Linked DNA regions of Callithrix jacchus: region 2 is linked to region 1. Evidence: chromatin contacts called from public Hi-C data. All regions are on one chromosome and are shown on one strand. Each heading gives the region's core, a stretch centred on a gene start, on an enhancer-like site or on the middle of the called end of the contact. The rest is flanking DNA. Distances are from core to core; before and after follow the strand shown.

The links. A called contact is a pair of places that touch in the nucleus more often than the background predicts.
Region 2: a contact with region 1 is called in a Hi-C map of skeletal muscle, with 3 times the contacts expected there. The contact joins the enhancer-like site here to the promoter of GCLC in region 1. A contact is called at or near these places in 2 of 3 Hi-C or Micro-C datasets (both in skeletal muscle).

Annotation. Positions count from the first base shown.
Region 1 is chr4:61,777,197-61,779,888 of calJac240_pri, reverse strand. It overlaps GCLC (glutamate-cysteine ligase catalytic subunit), which reads left to right and starts at 1,381. Exons shown (of 15, transcript XM_078370701.1): 1 at 1,381-2,009. The coding sequence starts at 1,860.
Region 2 is chr4:61,874,003-61,876,694 of calJac240_pri, reverse strand. It overlaps KLHL31 (kelch like family member 31), which reads left to right. Exons shown (of 3, transcript XM_002746659.6): 3 at 992-2,692. The coding sequence ends at 1,724. Among named protein-coding and RNA genes, the nearest start is that of KLHL31, 15 kb to the left of the region's middle. Within about 2 kb of position 1,309, at least 8 of the 16 cell types and tissues checked have an H3K27ac peak or open chromatin away from gene starts, as enhancers often do. A contact at or near this core is called in skeletal muscle, where this site is marked.

The DNA.
Region 1 (2,692 bases), core at 132-2,631:
TACGAATGCAACCAAATACAGAGAGGAATAACTGTGACTCCAAGGATGAACCTGAGTGTGTCAGGTGGAGAATTTCAAGCAGGAAAACAACAGAGTGCCAGGACCATATACAGATCTAGTGAGGTTGGTGGGAGGGCAAAGGAAGTTTTTGAAAAGGTTGTGGAAAAATTAACTGTGGTTTGGTCTCTATCCCAGCTGTGTGATGAGGATGAAAACATCTCCTGAGCTTCAAACATCCCCACCGCGCACACACACACACACACACACACACACTCTCACACCATTGTAGAAATCCCAGTCAGACCTTGGGTATTAATGTCCCCAGGCTCTGTGAGGGGCACACCCAATATGAGAAGAGAATCCTATCATATACTCGTAAGACAATTAACAAGTGCTTACTAAATGTTAACTCTGTAGTGCCAGGGAAGAGGGTATGAAAAATACACACTTTCCTGGTAGGTACATGTATATCTAGTTGCTTTCACTTTTCCCCTGACAGGTCATTGCTCTGTAAACATATATTTATTGAACAATTATTTGGGGGCAAGGTAATTCCTTCCTCTCCTTTCCCTCCGAGATAAGGTCAACTCTAGGTGTTCCCACTATCTTCAGCCCCCATCATAGGCTCACATGAACGTCATTTTGATCACTTAATGAATGAATCTTAGGTTTACATGGAGGATAAACTTTTGGAGATGGTTCCTCACATGGTCTGTCCGGAGACTTTTTGCAATAAATGGTGTCCGTGCCATCCAGAGAACATATGTTAATCAAGAGAGTAGCGAATAATGATGATTTACACATGTTGACAAGTTGATTCCTCTTAATAATCGGGTCAATTTACTGGCCATCAACACTATACACATGTACACTATGCACATAATTATGACATCTGTAAAAGATAGAATTAATCTAATTTTATGCAGATGTGGGAAGAACTTCTCCAAGTCTCACAATCAGTAAGTGATGGAGCCTAGAGTTGAACTGTTTCACCTCACTCCCATGTAAACACTTTTCTCAACACATTCTACCGCCCTCACTCTGATTCAAGTGTGAGGCCCTGTCCAACTAAAAAATAACATGGTGGGTTCGTCATTGATTCAAATAATCAACTTTCTTCCTCGACCCCAAGTTTATCTCTTTTGGTTTGGAAAAAAAAAAAAAATGCATTTTGACATGTCGCGTTTGCTTAAAGCGAGGCCGACCTCACGCCCCGCTCCCGTCAGCTGCTCTCTTCGACACCGCCCCAACCTCCCCGGTACCCGCCTCCTTTGCGTCCCGGGTTCCCACCCGGCTCCCGGCCGCGCCTCCGCCGCTGCACCGCCTCCTCTCCACGCCTTCGCCCGTAGTCTATAAAACCCGGAGCGACGGATCGCGCCCAGGAGCGGCCAGCTAGCGGACGCGAAAACTGGGCATGCTCGGCGGCGGCGCAGGTTTTGGTCACAAGTAGGAAGAAGCCAGTGCACCACGCCGGCTAAGAGAAGCGGGAGCCGCCGCGGCAGTGTGGCCGTGGAGTCCGCCGCCGCCGCCGCATCGGAGCAGGAGCAGGAGCAGGAGTAGGAGCGGGAGCAGGAGGGAGCGGGTCTGAGCAAGGCCGCCGGGCTGAGAGCCGTCCCGCCTGCCCTTGGTCTTCTGCCTCCGCGTCCGCGCAGTGCGTAGGACCCAGGGTCTGTCACCTGGGCGCCAGGGGTCGCCGCCGGGGAGCCGGAGCGGGCGGGACCCTCCCTCTGCCGACTGCGGCCCGAGGGCGCCCCCGCGGGGTGGAGCGGCAGCTGCCTTCTGCTGGCGGCTGAGTGTCCGGCTCGCGCCCGTAGCGGGCGACCGCCGTCAGCCCCGAGGAGGAGGAGGAGGGGGCGGCCATGGGTCTGCTGTCCCAGGGCTCGCCGCTGAGCTGGGAGGAAACCAAGCGCCATGCGGACCACGTGCGGAGGCATGGGATCCTCCAGTTCTTGCACATCTACCACGCAGTCAAGGACCGGCACAAGGACGTTCTCAAATGGGGAGATGAGGTGAGCGCCCGCGGCCCCCGCCCCCGCTCGGCACCCCTGTCAGGCCGCTAGCGTTGCCTTTGTCTGGCCCTACACCCCTGCCCGATCGCGGTCCGCGTTCTCCACTGTGTCCGGGGGTCCTCGAGCGCCTCCCGGCCCCGGGAGCATCGTCCCTGCCTTCTCCTAGTCGGTGTCCAGGGCCATCCTCCTGACTAGACTCATTTCTCGTTCATTCATTATTTAGGGTTTTCCCCTTCATTCCATAAACACGGACTGGGCTCTGGGAGGGCGTGAACATGAAAAAGTGACATTAGGTGCTGCGAGTCTTCAACCTGGTGTATCTGCAGACCGGCAACTACCAGGATCCACCTTACAAGTTTAAAATTTGCTTTTGCGATCAGTATGAAAGAGGCTAAGTTGTCCTAGCAGGCCTGCTGCTTTTAGAAATCAGGTCCTCAGGATGTCCACTTTCGCTCTACCTCATGCAGGTGTCTTTTTCTTAAAACTCCCCAACTTATCATCTCCCTTTCCCTCCAACACACACACTTTGTAGTTATAAATTGAAACCAGTAAATTACAGCTTAGTTTTCCTATAAGGGGGAGGAACCTTCCCTATCCTGTTTAATTCTAAGTGGGAATGCTTTTAAAAGCTTCAACATTAGGATTTGCTAGTGTCTTTCCATGGCTTAGATCCAGCATCTAAA
Region 2 (2,692 bases), core at 60-2,559, 97 kb before region 1:
TGTCATGGTAGTAGTATAAAGTCAAACATAACTAATGAGCAAGATCTGAAAATGTGTGTAGTATTTCATGAAAAATATTCTTTATTATTCCATTGTGTGTATGCATTTAAAATAACCCAATTAACTAATTTTCAGTGTTTAATTTGTAACTATAGTTGTTTAATTTGGGAGTTAAATGGGACAAAGATAAACATCAGACTGAAGGAGTGAGTTCTGTATTTACAATACTTCTAAACTACAGGACAGGATCAGTTCACTATGCTTGTTTTCTTTCTGCTGAAAAGACACCTGTTAGTACTCAAGTCGAAATCAATTTCAATGCTTACGCATGGATAGTTCCAAGCACTGAAAATATATATATATATATATATATATATTTATCCCTAAACTAAAAAGTCTTCTTTATAAGTGCTGAAAAATAGAAGAGTGTAGGAAGTTAAGCCTTTGTTGATGCTTTTAGGCATGTATTCCATTGATCTCAATCTAACAGACAAGAGAAGACATGGTGGAGTGGCTTGGCTTTACTGTCGCAATGGCCAGGATAGGTGTAGGAATAAGGGGTTTGTGAGGAGTGGAGAAATCCAGTCAGTCAATTTGTATCTTAAACAGTGAGAGGCAGTTAGAAATGGATAGCATCTGAAGATATGCAGAATTGACTTTAATATGGCGGTGCCCACCTCTGATCGCCACAAAAGCCACATCTCATAAATCCCACTGGATGATAGATATTTGAATATGGAGGAAAGAAGGACTGAAAGATTCAGTCTCTGGGCTCTTCTCCAAGTGGCCCCATAAAGGGAGTGATCTTATAAACGGGGGAGGGGAGGGGGCGAGGGGAAGTCAATGCCGGCTTTGCCTTTTCCAAGTGTCACACATTTTTACTGGCTGAGCGAGAAACGCCAGCCTCCAGGTAAGGAGCGTGGTTTGCAGAGTAACAGGGGTTTCCCAGCTGCCGCCGCCAAGGCTGTCACGCCTCCTCTGCCATTTCCAGGTACGATCCGCGCTTCAACACCTGGATACACCTGGCCAGCATGAACCAGAAGCGCACGCACTTCAGCCTGAGCGTGTTCAACGGGCTTCTGTACGCCGCGGGCGGCCGCAACGCAGAAGGCAGCCTGGCCTCGCTGGAGTGCTACGTGCCCTCCACCAATCAGTGGCAACCGAAGACGCCCCTGGAGGTGGCGCGCTGCTGCCACGCCGGCGCGGTCGCCGACGGCCGCGTGCTGCTGACCGGCGGCTACATCGCCAACGCCTACTCGCGCTCGGTGTGCGCCTACGACCCGGCCAGCGACTCGTGGCAGGAGCTGCCGAGCCTGAGCACACCCCGGGGCTGGCACTGCGCGGTCACGCTGGGCGACAGAGTGTACGTGATGGGCGGCAGCCAGGTGGGGCCGCGCGGGGAGCGCGTGGACGTGCTGACAGTGGAGTGCTACAGCCCCGCGACCGGCCAGTGGAGCTACGCGGCGCCGCTGCAGGTGGGAGTGAGCACTGCGGGCGCCTCGGCGCTGCACGGCCGCGCCTACCTGGTAGGGGGCTGGAACGAGGGCGAGAAGAAGTATAAGAAGTGCATCCAGTGCTTCAGCCCCGAGCTCAACGAGTGGACGGAGGACGACGAGCTACCCGAGGCCACCGTCGGCGTGTCCTGCTGCACCCTCTCGATGCCCAACAGCGTGACTCGGGAATCCCGGGCCAGTTCGGTGTCTTCCGTGCCAGTCAGTATTTGAGCCCAGGTAGACGCAGGGACGCCGGAAGAACACGTTATTTATTTATAGAGCCACGTGGTTAACCTTTGAGTTCGCGAAAAGGAAAATATTTAGCATTTACTACACTGATCGTATGGTAAAACATGTCGAGGCACATGTCTTGATGGCTTTAAATTCCTGGTATGGCATAATCTACCTCTGTGTCTTCTTTTTTTTTTTTTTTTTTTTTTTTTTTCTTAGCAAAATCCAGAGCCATAGCCAACAAAAGAAATTTATTTCAGTGGCCACTGGGTGGCAGACGGAATTCGTTACAGGCACTCTTCCAAGGCGGCACGTTTCCCGAAAGTATAGCGGTTACACCCACATTTGAGATTTTTTTTCCTCCACACGTTAGTACACTTGAGGTTTATGTAAGTGATTTCGTGTTCAAAAGTTTATTTTCCTCTCTCCTTTTTTCTTAACGAAGTTGAAGGTATTCGTATAGATTTTATTTAAAAATGAAAATCATCGATATCCGTAAAGACTTAAGATTTAATTCTGTATTTTAACGCAATTCCCCCCCATACTTGATTGAGTAAAGGATTTTGAAAGATATCCCATGACAATGTAATAAAGCTTAAAACAAAATCTGACTGAAAAGGAATAGGGATTCCACCCAGGGACTGCAGTTAATAACCTTTGTGTTAGCCAAAATTCCTCTTCCTCCATACCTCAGGCCCCAGCGTATTTTCTGCCATAATCCTGCTCTCAATGAAGGAATCGATATTAGTCATTTAATTTATGGTGTAAATTTGAGTCATTTGGTTGTTTAAACTAGAAGTATTTGCATTTTATCCCTTGTCCTCTATTCAAGAAGAATTTCAAGTACCCTGGGAGCCTTACCCTCACCCTAAAGGCTACACCAATCTGTTGAAAGGAAGCCTTGGCCCTAATGTATGCCCTGGGAAGATCACCAAATAAAACTATGTCCCTAAGGACCATTAGCCTGA